2 separate regions of the Triticum aestivum genome follow, and region 1 is linked to region 2. The links are chromatin contacts, called in public Hi-C maps. All regions are on one chromosome and are shown on one strand. Each heading gives the region's core, a stretch centred on a gene start, on an enhancer-like site or on the middle of the called end of the contact. The rest is flanking DNA. Distances are from core to core; before and after follow the strand shown.

Region 1 (6,217 bases), core at 1,994-4,493, 680 kb after region 2:
ATGGCTCTCTCCATAATGAAGAGTGGGTGGAGGGGTATATATAGCCTCCACACAAAATCTAACCGTTACACACAAATCACCAAACTTGGTGGGACCGAATCATGAAACTCGGTCAGACCAATTTAGTTCAAAATGTGAACGTTACGATTTTCGGTGGGACCGACATGTCAACTCGGTGGGACCGATTCCATTAGGGTTAGGGCATAACGTAAAATCGGTGAGACCGATTACACAAACTTGGTGGCACCGATTTTGGTAATAGGCAAACAGAGAGTTGGTCAGGCAAACTCGGTGGGACCGATTCGCTCATCTCGGTTAGACCGGAACGTTATGAAGGGAAAATAGAGAGTTTGCATTGCAATCTCGGTGGGACCGATCGCTCATCTCGGTTGGACCGAAACGTTACGAAGGGAAACAAAGTGATTGCAATCCCATCTCGGTAAAACTGAGATCCCTATCGGTGAGACCGAAATGACTAGGGTTTGTGGCAGTGGCTATGTCAAGTGAACTGGGTGGCGCCGGGTAGGAAATTTTGGTGGGGTCGAGTTTTACTTTTGGTTTGGGACATATGTGGATGTGAGAAAGTAGTTGAGGGTTTTGGAGCATATTACTAAGCATTTTGAGCAAGTAACTCATTAAGCAACACCTCATCCCCTTTTAATAGTATTGGCTTTTCCTATGGACTCAATGTGATCTTGGATCAGTAAAAGTAAAATGTAGAGTCTTGAGCTTTAGAGCTTGAGCCAATCTTTTGTCCTTAGCATTTTGAGGGGTACACATTTCTAATCCGTGCCATGCCAAACATTGAGCTTTCCTGGAATATTTATCTTGAAATAGCATTAGCTCAATGGGCTATATGTTGTTAGGAATTACCAAAACCACCCAGGGATAGTTGCACTTTCAGAAGCTCGGGAGTTAGTGCAGGAGTGGATGTAGACAGTGACTGCATCAACGACAACTCGAAGATGGTGGATCATTTGTTGGGTTCGTGGTTGGCAACCGGGAGGTATGGTTTCCTTCTCCCACATCATTGTCGAGCGGGGATGCTAGATCTGGAGTTCGATGGCATGTTCGGGGTGCTGTCTGAGCAGATTTTTTTAGGGGTAATGACTTTACCTTTGGTAAGCTACTTTGGCGGTCTAAAAAGCTACATATGAGCAATTGAGCCGCATCGAGTTCGAGTGAAGAAATGGTTGGTCATATTTTCTCTTAATGTTTGTATTGGTGGTGTCGGAGACAGGTGACAGGCCTTGGCGTCAAACCTAGGGGTTTCTTGGTTTTTATTGTGTACTAATTTTTGGCAGGTATGGTGGTCCTTTATACAAAGGCTAGAGTTCGATTGACTTTTCAGTATTGTTAGGTTGGTGTTTACGTGGCTTGTAACTTGATCTTTATTATATGAAAATGTTATTAGGTAAATGTCAGCTGAGAAGGAAGGGGTGGGGGGGGGGTAACAAAGGAACCTTCTTTTGTGGCAAGTTTAGAGCACCTACAGTCGGGTGCCCCAAACCTGCTTCAAACGCCCGGGCGGACGGCCCGGTCACTGAACGATCACGAAAATTCGACCCAGACGGGCGTCTCAAACGGGCCTCAAACGCCCGGGCTGTCCGGCGCCCCTCATATCCAACCCAAATCTAGGGCGGATATGGGGCGACCCGGGCATGCCCGGACGCATCCACCATGTCAACCTGGCCCACCCTGACCCCACTCTGTCCCCACAAATATCCTCAATCCGGAAACCCTACCTCATTGCGCTCTCGCTTTGTCTCTTCTTCTCCTTCTCCGATTTCTCCAATTGATCCAGTCCGACGACTCCGGCGACCATGTCGAGATCTGGCAGCCGCTCCGACTCCGACCTCGACGCCGACGAGGAGCCGACCCTCCGCATTGCCATCGAGTAGTTGAAGGTGGACACGGGTGCCAGTTTTGGATATGTCGTCTCGCCTCTCCTCCCGCCGGTGTCGCGAGGATGCCGTCGTTGGCTCCTCTCGGCCCATGCGTAGCTCCATGAGGCCTGCCCCGTCCGTGCCTCCCCCATGATGTCCCCTGCTCCCGCCGGCTGCTGCTCCCCCACGTGCGCAGTGGCGGGTGCTTGTGTCTGCCCAGGGCGCGCATGCCAGAATCGGAGGCGCCCGCCACCCACCGTGAGTGACAACGGGCAAGGAAGAGGGACGCGCTGGAGAAATCTCTCTACCGCCGCCGCAGGTTTCCGGTGGAGCCTGCCGAGGACGAGCAGCTCCTCGCTTGGGTCTGCCGTCGGTCACTTATGACGGTGGAGAGGGACGCTCGGCGGCTCCGCTGGAAAAACGCCAAGGGGCTCCGGCTTGTCATCGAGTAGTCCGAGCGCGAGGCCAAGGAGAAAGCGACGGAGGCGGTTCGGCTAGCGAAGCTCAAGCGGGAGTAGGACCGGGCCGTCCGGTGCCTCAAAGGGCTCATCGTCCTCTCCTCCTTCTCCGACGATGACGGCAACGGCGGTGCCTCGTATGACGACTCAAATGATCCTCCACTAGTCGTCGACTCCTATAGGTGCGCCTGGGACCGGAAGGGAAAAGGGCCGGCGAGGAAGTGGTGAAGATCTGCTTTCTTCACTATAATTTCAAGTTTTTAGATGTAGTTGCCGTCGTTTATGTGCATTATGTGAACTTTAGCGGTCTTTTGAAGATCCACTGATGATCTTTTTCCGTTTGATAACCTATGTAGTTTGATTGACGTTGCATAGTTTAGTATGGATATAGAAGACCGGATATGAGATATACGGATGTGGACGACACGATTTGAGCAATGACCGATTAGTGCTCGTGGACGCGCCCGTGAGCGCCTACGAGCGTTTCAGAGGCCAAATTTGTCAAGTCCAGAAGGAGATGACACAATTTCTGTCCTTTTTGTTGCAAAATCTCTTTCTTCCAAGGAATTGCCATGTGTTTTTGAAAAAATTCTCCATCCTATACAACTAAACTTGCTAGCTAAAAGGCTCGTAAATGCTGACCCCTCCCAGCGAACGTTCGCCAGCTATTATGGTCCTTATATTATACGGTATTAATGAGAAACATATTACCATAAATAAAAAATAAAAAACCCTGGAAATACGTACGAGAAAAAGGGAAACAGGAGCAACCAACAAAACGTACGGCTGCCTTGCGGGTCTGGGCCCTTGCACGCCTACGGACCCGCTTGTCAGAGGAACCATCCGCTCAGTCCCGACTGGACTGCCTCCTCAGTCAGTCCTCCTCTCCGCCCCCCCTCGCGTCGCGTCTCCTCCTCCGTCCGCCGCGCCCGCGGCCAGCCAGCAGGGCAGGCGCGTACGTTACCACCCCTGCTCAGCCAGCCAGCAATTCATCACGCGCATTACCATTTCTTGTCTCATCTCTTCTCCCCGCATTAATACTTTGGTTCGCTCCTCTCATACTCCATCCCCGCCCCCGTCCTATAAATCCCAACCCCTCCGCCCCCCGCTCCCCTTCGACCCGCCCCAAACCCCGCCGCATTCCTGCCGTTTCCGTGTTCGCCGTCGCGCCTCCGGTGATCGGCGCCGGGGGAGCCATGGGGCAGTGCTACGCCAAGAACATACACGCGGACGGCCGGGATGGGGGCGAGGGTGGCGGAGGCACGACCACCATCTCCGTCTCGGCGTCTGCCGCGGCTGCCGTCCAGGAGGAGCCCGCCGGCGAGAGGGCCACGGGAGGGAGGCGGAGCGGCAGGCCGTCGCCGGCGGGGACGCCGCGCAGCAGGGCGGGGGTGACGCCGGCCAGGACTTCGGCGGCGGCCGCAGGGAGCCCCTGGGCCGCCAGCCCGCTCCCCGACGGCATCGCGCCGTCCCCGGCGACCTCCGCGTCCACGCCCAGGCGATTCTTCCGCCGTCCGTTCCCTCCGCCGTCTCCGGCCAAGCACATCAAGGCGTCGCTGGCGCGCCGCCTCGGCCACCGCTCCCCGGCTGCTACCTCTGCGCAGGCGCCGCCCGCTAAGCCGCCGCAGGAGGCCCCGATCCCCGAACAAGGGGCCGGCGGCGGCGGAGGAGAGGAGGAGCTCGACAAGAGCTTCGGCTACGACCGCCACTTCGCGGTCAAGTACGAACTGGGAAAGGAGGTGGGTCGCGGCCACTTCGGCCACACCTGTCTCGCGCGTGCCCGCAAGGGGGACATGAGAGGTCAAGTCCTAGCTGTCAAGGTCATCTCCAAAGCCAAGGTCGAACCCGTTCTTGATCTCGCACTCCTCTCTCCTAAATGCATAATTGTCTCAGTTTCTACCAACTTAGATCTTGCTTGGTATTAAGATGCCGTGTGATCCTTTCAGTTGTTCACTTGTTCTACAATGAATTGTTTGTTGCTTTTGCAAGAATTCAGCAACTCGGCAATGCCACTAGCACAGACATTGCAATCATAAGTTAATCATTCGTTTTCTTTGTCTGCCTTGCATAATGAACAGGGTATTGGCATTTCCTTGAAAGTAAGAAGTACATTATGGAAATGCCGTTGCAGTGATGCTGCACTGAATTTTTGTCTTCTATTTTGATCTCACTGTTTATCCATCTGACTCCTGTTCTTGTTTTGTTGTTCTTTTTTATTTTTTGTAAGAAACAGGCAGGGGATTAGCTTATGCAGTGTTTGGTTACAGGATTAGAAGTGACCAATTTCTCTATGAGATCCCCTGATAGCTTGTCAAATACTGGCAGAATTTTAGCTGGAGTAGTGTGGATATAGTGCATAACTACATGTTACTATCAAGAGTTCAGTAGTTATCAAATCCACATCGTGGCACTTTGTTAGTATGATCAGAGCTAGAAGAATAGATAACAGTAAGGCATGGGAGGCACCCAACTGTATGTGATCAACCTTCCTACTTATATTGCTCTTCCAGGGAGCAATAGTATTGATTTAGACAGTATTTTTTTTAAGTTTTCCAAGTCCTTGATGTTTTTCTTGACATCTAGCATGTAAGCAGGTATACATATCTTTTACATTATTAGGGTGCTGAATTTGAGATTATGTTGATATTGTGATGAGTTGAGTACTTGTATTGCCCTTGCAGGGACTAATAGTATTCGATATTTTTTGTTCAAGAAAATTAAGACAATGTTTAGTTTCATATTATTTCTTTCCTGGTGTTAGCTAGGATCTGTTGATAAAACTAGTATGCAATACAGCTAACTGAACTCTACGTACACGTACATGTGCATGCCGGCATTGATGTTTCTCATGCACGTAAATGTCGTTTTCTTTTCCGACCGTTATTACTTGTATTGATTACTGACTTTTTTTGGCTTGCTATAGTGTCCTCGTTTGTCGAAGCCAACTTACATCAACTATTTGAACCCTTGACGTATCTATCAAGTTTAATGCATCTCTCACTTTCATATTGTCGTTCTTTTATTCGCATCTGATATAACTGCGCTCCCTGTCATCACATATCGCTCTTTCATTTGCATCTAATACAAACATGTTCCCTGTAATCATATAATGTATGGTCATCATTCTCTTGACAGCTTGATCTTTTGTTGCTAGAAGCTAATTAATGCCCAGGCAATCTTCATTAAGCTTAACAGTTCAATATGAAGATATCTCAGTTAGCGCCAAGTTTGCTTGTCTAGATCGTTAGGTTATGGACAACTTTCTTTGGCTGTTTGACTACCAGTTTCGCATTTTATTCTTTACAAAGTAATCTCAACCTTTTGTTCTTCTCTAGCAGATGACGACAGCAATATCTATTGAGGATGTGCGTAGAGAGGTGAAAATTCTGAAGGCTTTATCTGGGCATTCAAATCTTGTGAAGTTTTATGATGCATGTGAGGATGCCCTTAACGTCTACATCATCATGGAGTATGTTTGCTTTCTTCCCCTCACATATTGTTGACTTTGCATCCGTACAATGTTGTTATCAGAACCTGCAACATCTCATTGTAGATAAAGGACTTTCTATCTGCTAAATGGATTGTCTTATTTCTTGAGTTCTATGCAAAATTACATGATTATTGATGTTTTGTGCACCTGGTATTGGTTAGGTTGTGTGAAGGTGGGGAGTTGTTGGACAGAATTTTGTCCAGGTATAACATTTTCCTTGAGAAACATTTCTTAGTACCAAAAACAAACATAGCTCTTACTATTACTAATTTCCTATTTTTCCAGAGGTGGGAGGTACACTGAGGATGATGCTAAAGTTATCATCAAACAGATATTAAGTGTAGTTGCTTTCTGCCATCTTCAGGGTGTTGTTCATCGTGATC
Region 2 (6,126 bases), core at 655-3,154:
ACAAAAGGACTACCATTTTTGCTCCAAACAGTTCTTTAACCGAGTTGTGGCCAGACTGAAGTTGTCCATCAACAAGTCTTGTTACTTCTTGAAGTGCTCCTTTGCATTCTGGACCAGCTGACTCCCCAATCTCCAGAGGCATAAATTATACAGAAATGTAAAACTTCAGGTACAGGCCAAAGTGCCGTAACTTTAATAACATAACAGGACCTGTGCCAGAACCAACCTGTTTGTCGAAGTCAGTAAAGTTGTAAACAGCAAGAACAACCCCTGAACTTGCAAGACTTCCACATGTTAAGTGAGGAAATTTCAATCTGAACCAAGCACTGAGAGCTCCAGAGTACGACCCTCCAAACACAAACCAAGAATTGTCTGCTCCTGAGCGATTATACTTGGCATTTAATGTTTCCTTCAAATGACAGAAAGAATAACTCAGTTACGAAAAACATTTGTTTGGACATGGGCGATGCAAACTATTACAAGGAATAGGAACATGTGTATTCCACGGGGCGCTAGGTCAATATATAGTACATGCACAGGTGTTGTATAAGGACGCCAAAACAAATATAGCAAATGCACACCTGATAATACTGGCGGAAAACAGCCAGGTCTGATAAAGCCTGCTTTGATGACAAGAACCTTAGATTTTCTGTCGTCAAATCCTCAAAAGGGGAACTCTTCCCATAGTATCGATGCTCGGGAGAAACCAAAGCAGCGCCAAACTTCTTGGCCATCACCTACGTACACAATCCAACCCACAAGTATGTTATCAATAACAGATGGAGTTACTGCATGAAATGTGAACAGTACAAATCATGCCTAGAGCATGCAGCAATGCAATAATAAACTCACAGCTAAGTAGTTGTTAGAAATCCCACTGCATGAAGCTTCTCCACATATATTTAAGAAGACCGGGCCATTTGGAGCTCGGTGGTAATCGAGAAATTCGTAGTACCGCTGCTTGAATTGCCGATGATCCTGCACAGTAAAAAAGATAAATATTTCGGGGCTAGTGCACACAAAAAACTATAACTGAACAATCCTCACCATGCAACATAGTAGTATTTGGGACTACATGAGTCAGATGTGAAACAGGGAATTACAAATAACCATGTGCTTTGTTGTACAGTAATTCATGTGTCACTAAAGCCGCTGTTGACAGTGTAGTGCAGTGAGCCCACAGGATCACAAATTTCACATAGATCTGAGTCGACAGAAAAACCTACACGATCCACCGAGCTTACAGGGGTGACACTGGCAAGCAAACAAGAGGCATCTGTCCTCAACACTGATCTGTTTTTATTATTCGATGCATTTTGAGACATTCATTGTTCATTACTCAGGTTCATGGTCGCATAACTGATGTGAGCCTTCAATCAAGAGTAAACGGCATTACCAGTAATGGACGTGGCTCACGCAGAATTCGTACAAAATTCTAGCGTTTTTTCGGCATTATCGACTGCACAAATTTATCTAGTTCTTCTAGTGTCCACAGCCGACTCTTGGAAATTCACCCAAACAGATAAAAGGACACATGGCTGAACAGAAATCCCCACAGCGCGGGGCAACTGGCTGAAGGGACAGAGAAGCGGAGGGGGTACTTAACGGTGGGGGAGAAGTGGTCGAGGGTTTGGCTCATCCAGTGCTCCTCCTGCGTCAGGAACCTGCCTGGGGCGGAGCCCAGGAGCCCGGCCTCCGGCGGCGGCCGCCAGAGGCTGACAGCCTCGGCGCCGCGCGCGAGGAGTAGGGGTAGCAGCAGGAGCGGAACGACGACGAGGCGGGCGGTGGCGCCGGCGGTAATTCCGGCTCCCATCGCCGGTTAGCTGAAGCGGAGCGCGCGTGGAACTGGATGCAGGCGAGGCAAATCTGGCACCTGAGTCTTCTCGATTCTTAGTAGCAGCCGTACGTTTTCGTTTTCCTTTTATAAAGACGGAAGTGAGTAACGGCTTATTCTGCGCGTTGTTGTTTTTCTTGGAAAGAATAATAATGAACCGCAATATTTGGGAGACGACAGTTTTGGTGTAGATGGATAGCAGCTTATTCTGTGTGTTGTCGTTTTTCTTAGAAGAATAATAATGGACCGCTATATCTAAAGAATGTTAACTCCAGGGAATTTTCCGCCGAATCTTTTGTTCCTCCATGAACGAGCAAATTTTTTCGGAAATGTTAACACCCACACGTGTGGGCGTTTGCACATCGCCAACACGCCTTCATCACCACTCATTTTGTCACGTATGAATAGATAAAATCAGCAGAATTTTTTTTAGTTTTCGGCTTAAAAATGTTGTATCTTTTAAATAAAAAAGCGAACTAAAAATCTGTTTTCACCATTAAATCCGTCTCGACGAGATCTTCAAAACTAGACCTCATGTTGATATGTTTCGATGAATTTTTTTTTTGCCAGAAGTTGCCACGATGTTTACACTGCAGTTGCCATAGGGCTTAAACTAAAGTTGTCATGTGGCAATTTTAATTTGTAGATCATGGCAATTTTAATATTTTGATGATGGCAACTCCAGTACTTTGACCATAAAAATTATTTTTTGTATGAACCATGGCAATTTTACGTGCATGTATCATGGCAATTTTAGTTTATGGTTCATGGCAAGTCTAGTTTCTTAATTCCCCGTTTTATAAATGTCAAAATTTACGTTTAAATGTAGAAGAAAATAACTGAAACATATCATGGCAACTTCAAGGTAAACATCATGGCAATTCATATGCAATAGACATGTCAACTTTTAATCAAAAAGAAATTTCATCAAAACATATCAACATGGGATCTAGTTTCGAAGATCTCATCACGAGGGATTTAATGGTGAAAACGGATTTTTAATCGGATTTTTCGTTTAAGAGATAAAACATTTTAAAAACTGAAAATCCAAAAAGATTCCTACATGCATGCATGCGATGATGTGGCAATCTGTTTACATTAGAGATGTGTGGTGCGTCTCCCTTCCTACCACACGTGTGGCAGTTAGCGCGACCCAATTTTTTTAGGCTAACCACACACTTTATTTGTTGATCAATACTATTTTGAGGAACACATATTAGATCAGAGGGCTGCAGGAGCCAGAGATGACCACCTATCGCAAGATTAAGTGTGTGTCTAGCGAGGCTATGTGCCTTAATTTTCTTTATTTTTTGCCGGGGCTATGTGCTTCGGTATTCGAGGCCCTTTCTTCAAGCACGAAAGAGCAAGAGTGAAACTCCAAAGACATGATCTGAATTTCTCATATAATATGGTCATGTCTCCCACTATTGTCTTTCTTATGTTTGCAACGATTTCTTGCAATCCGAACTGATAACAAGTTGAGTTTGCATCAAATCACTCGCGAGGGCTAAAGCTTCATTGCACGCTAAGGCCTCGAGAGTTGCCGGATCAGTCACATCATCAAAAACTCTGGCGGAGGTCCTCAAGTATAAACCATCGTTGTTTCTGCAGACCACACCAATCACTCCAAGCTTGGTGTTTTCTGAAAGGGCAGCGCTCTGCACCGGCGCGCCGGCCCAATTTTTCGGCCGGTCAGCCCAGATCCGTCTGATTTGCACGCGCGCAGCCGTCAGATCTCTTCTCCTCCTCCCCCGCACCCCATCTTCAACCTCCCGCACGGAAGAAAGGGAGAGGAAGGACCGAAGGAGGGCGCCGTCCCGCACACGCTGCCCCCTCGCCTCGCCTCGCCTCCTCATCTCCTCTCACCGCCGGTTGTCCCTCGTCGCCGACCCCCACCGTCGGTTGTCGACGAGCTCCATCATGGTCGGATACCCGCCAAGCTCTTGGCCATGGCTGACACGGAGCCTCCGTTGGCAGCGGTTGAAGCTCCCCGCCCCACGGTTGTAGCATCTGATGCGCCACCCCCACCCCGTCCATCCTTGCCGTCGAGCTCGTCGCAGGGTGCACGATGCAGGCACCGCAGTCGTCTTCTTCCCTGAGTAACCAAATTCCACATGTCGCCGTTGTAGCAAAACAACCCAACGTTTGTAGCTTTTTAGAACCCTCGATGTAGCAAAAAAACAAGCGACTCCACTTCGCCTTGTACCACTCCCTTGATGTAGCAAATCAAATCGCAGGTTCCAGCTTCTATAGATGCTGATTCCAGCAATTCTGCTTGCTGGTTGAAACCTTTTTGCGCTGCTCGTCGGAGTGCCATGGATGCAGCTCCGCCTCACCGATGATTGGTTTCAGCAAAAAACAGAGATGCCCCGTGGTAGCATTTTCCCGTGTCAGTCGTAGCAAATGAAGACAACGGTATCAACAAAAAAATCCATCGGCGCCGCCATTGTAGCAAAAATGTTAATCAGATGTAGCAAAACACATCGCCAATGGTAGCAAAAAACGAGGATGTTGCAACAAAAATGTCGTCCTCGTCATCGCCGGTCACACCTTAGTCGTAAAAAAGCACCATGGCCACATGAATGGATGTAGCAAAAGGCACAGACGGTAGTAGCAAAAAATTGATAAGATTGTAGCTTTTATCTCAATGGTTGAAGCTTTTCCCCTCTACGGTGGAAGCTTTTCTGTAAACGATTGAAACTTTTTTCGTTTTGAGCAGCGCCTGGGTGAAATATTCCTCTCTCGTTCGGTTGAAGCTTTTTTCATCAAAGGTTGTAGCATTTTATGTCAACGGTTGTAGCATTCGGCCATGGCAATGACTGCTTGCAGCTTTTCATATATCTGGTTGAAGCTTTTTTCACCTCGTTTGAAGCTTTTTGTTAGTGGTTGTAGCATAAGCGCGTGCAGCAGGTTCTGCAATGCCTCCGCCACCGTCCAGTCGAGGGTCACCGGAGTTGCAGGGTTCTTCGGGAGGAAGCGGAGGTGATTTCTTCGGCGGCTTGCTTTGGCCGCTCGCTGAAGGTAGGGGATGAATGAGTGAACGAGAAGAGTCTGTACGGGATGCCGGTTCCAGCAAAAAAACTCATAGGTTGCAGCCAAAAATGATGCCGGTTCCGGCACCCGAGGTCTTACTGGTTCCAGCATGGGTGGGCGTTTGTTCCAGCACGCGGCGTCAACGGCCATGGCGGAGCCTCGCCTCTGTCGCACATCACCAAGGTCGCCGCGGCTCGCCGTCGTCATGAAGCAAAAAGAGGATAAGGCTAGCGAGACGCGGCGTGGGCCAGCCAGCCCACATGGGCCGTGGTCATGGCACCCCGTGCGTAAAAAGGATCCAGCACGATCTGATTTCCACGCGCCCGACTCGCACGCGACCGGTCGAAACGCTCGGCCGGCGCACCGCAGGGAAACGTTTCCCTTTCTGAAACCGCCCCATCAACTCTTAATTTTGCAAACCCCATGGAAGGCAGAACCCAACGGCTGCCGAAGACTTATAGGAGCTGGTTTCCTGGATGTATCAATCAACAAAACCATGAGTACCGGTGGGGCCTAGGAATTCTTGTTCATGAATTTTTTTTCATCGTGCATGCTATGGCCACGAAGAGCAAATGTCTTCGTAAAAGTTGTTCAGCGCGACCGCAAAATCTGGCCCAAAAAACGGTTAGGCCCATTCAGGGTCTTTTATAATAAAAATGCCAACAACAAAAACATAATTTATCAAGCCCAAAAAAATGTCATATCAAGGAACAAGAAAAAAAAGTGGGACAAACATATAAATAGTGAGTTTACCATGATCATGATTTCATATGCACGAATAAAAAAAGCACATAGAAATTGCCATGACACAATAAAAAAAAATATATGTAATATAATATAAAATCGACATGTTGCATACAAATAAGAATTTGTTGTGGTACGAAAATAACAGTTGCCATGGTATATACAATAAATTTTCCATGGTACAAAATACAAAATACATACACATGCTTGAAAATTGTCCAGGGCTGTTATCTTTGCATCCTACCGCAAACTGTTGCACTGCAATGAAGCTCTCGAGGCAGAACCGCAAGCCATGTTGGAAGGGCTGAAGCTGATGATAGAGCACTCTCAAGCCACTATCGTAATTCAGTCTGATTGTGCGGTGGCTCTTAAGATGCTCGGGGATGGTTCATTGGACAGATCGGCGTATGGGCACTTGGTGTCAGAGATCAAAAGGTTTTTGAATGATAGGGTGATTATTCCTGTTAAAATTCTTCGAGAACAGAATAGGGTTGCACATTGTTTAGCTAATTTTG

Evidence for each region. Hi-C and Micro-C count contacts between places; a contact is called where the count stands out from the background.
Region 1: a Hi-C map of leaf shows a contact between it and region 2, with 7 times the contacts expected there. The contact joins the promoter of LOC123048611 here to the promoter of LOC123048593 in region 2. A contact is called at or near these places in 2 of 5 Hi-C or Micro-C datasets (both in leaf).

The regions. Positions count from the first base shown.
Region 1 is chr1A:324,184,870-324,191,086 of IWGSC CS RefSeq v2.1, forward strand. LOC123048611 (CDPK-related kinase 3) reads left to right here and starts at 3,244. Exons shown (of 11, transcript XM_044471679.1): 1 at 3,244-4,182; 2 at 5,683-5,813; 3 at 5,996-6,037; 4 at 6,120-6,217. The coding sequence starts at 3,541.
Region 2 is chr1A:323,507,023-323,513,148 of IWGSC CS RefSeq v2.1, forward strand. It overlaps LOC123048593 (probable serine protease EDA2), which reads right to left and starts at 1,905. Exons shown (of 14, transcript XM_044471675.1): 1 at 1,607-1,905; 2 at 853-978; 3 at 582-737; 4 at 227-409; 5 at 14-130. The coding sequence starts at 1,813.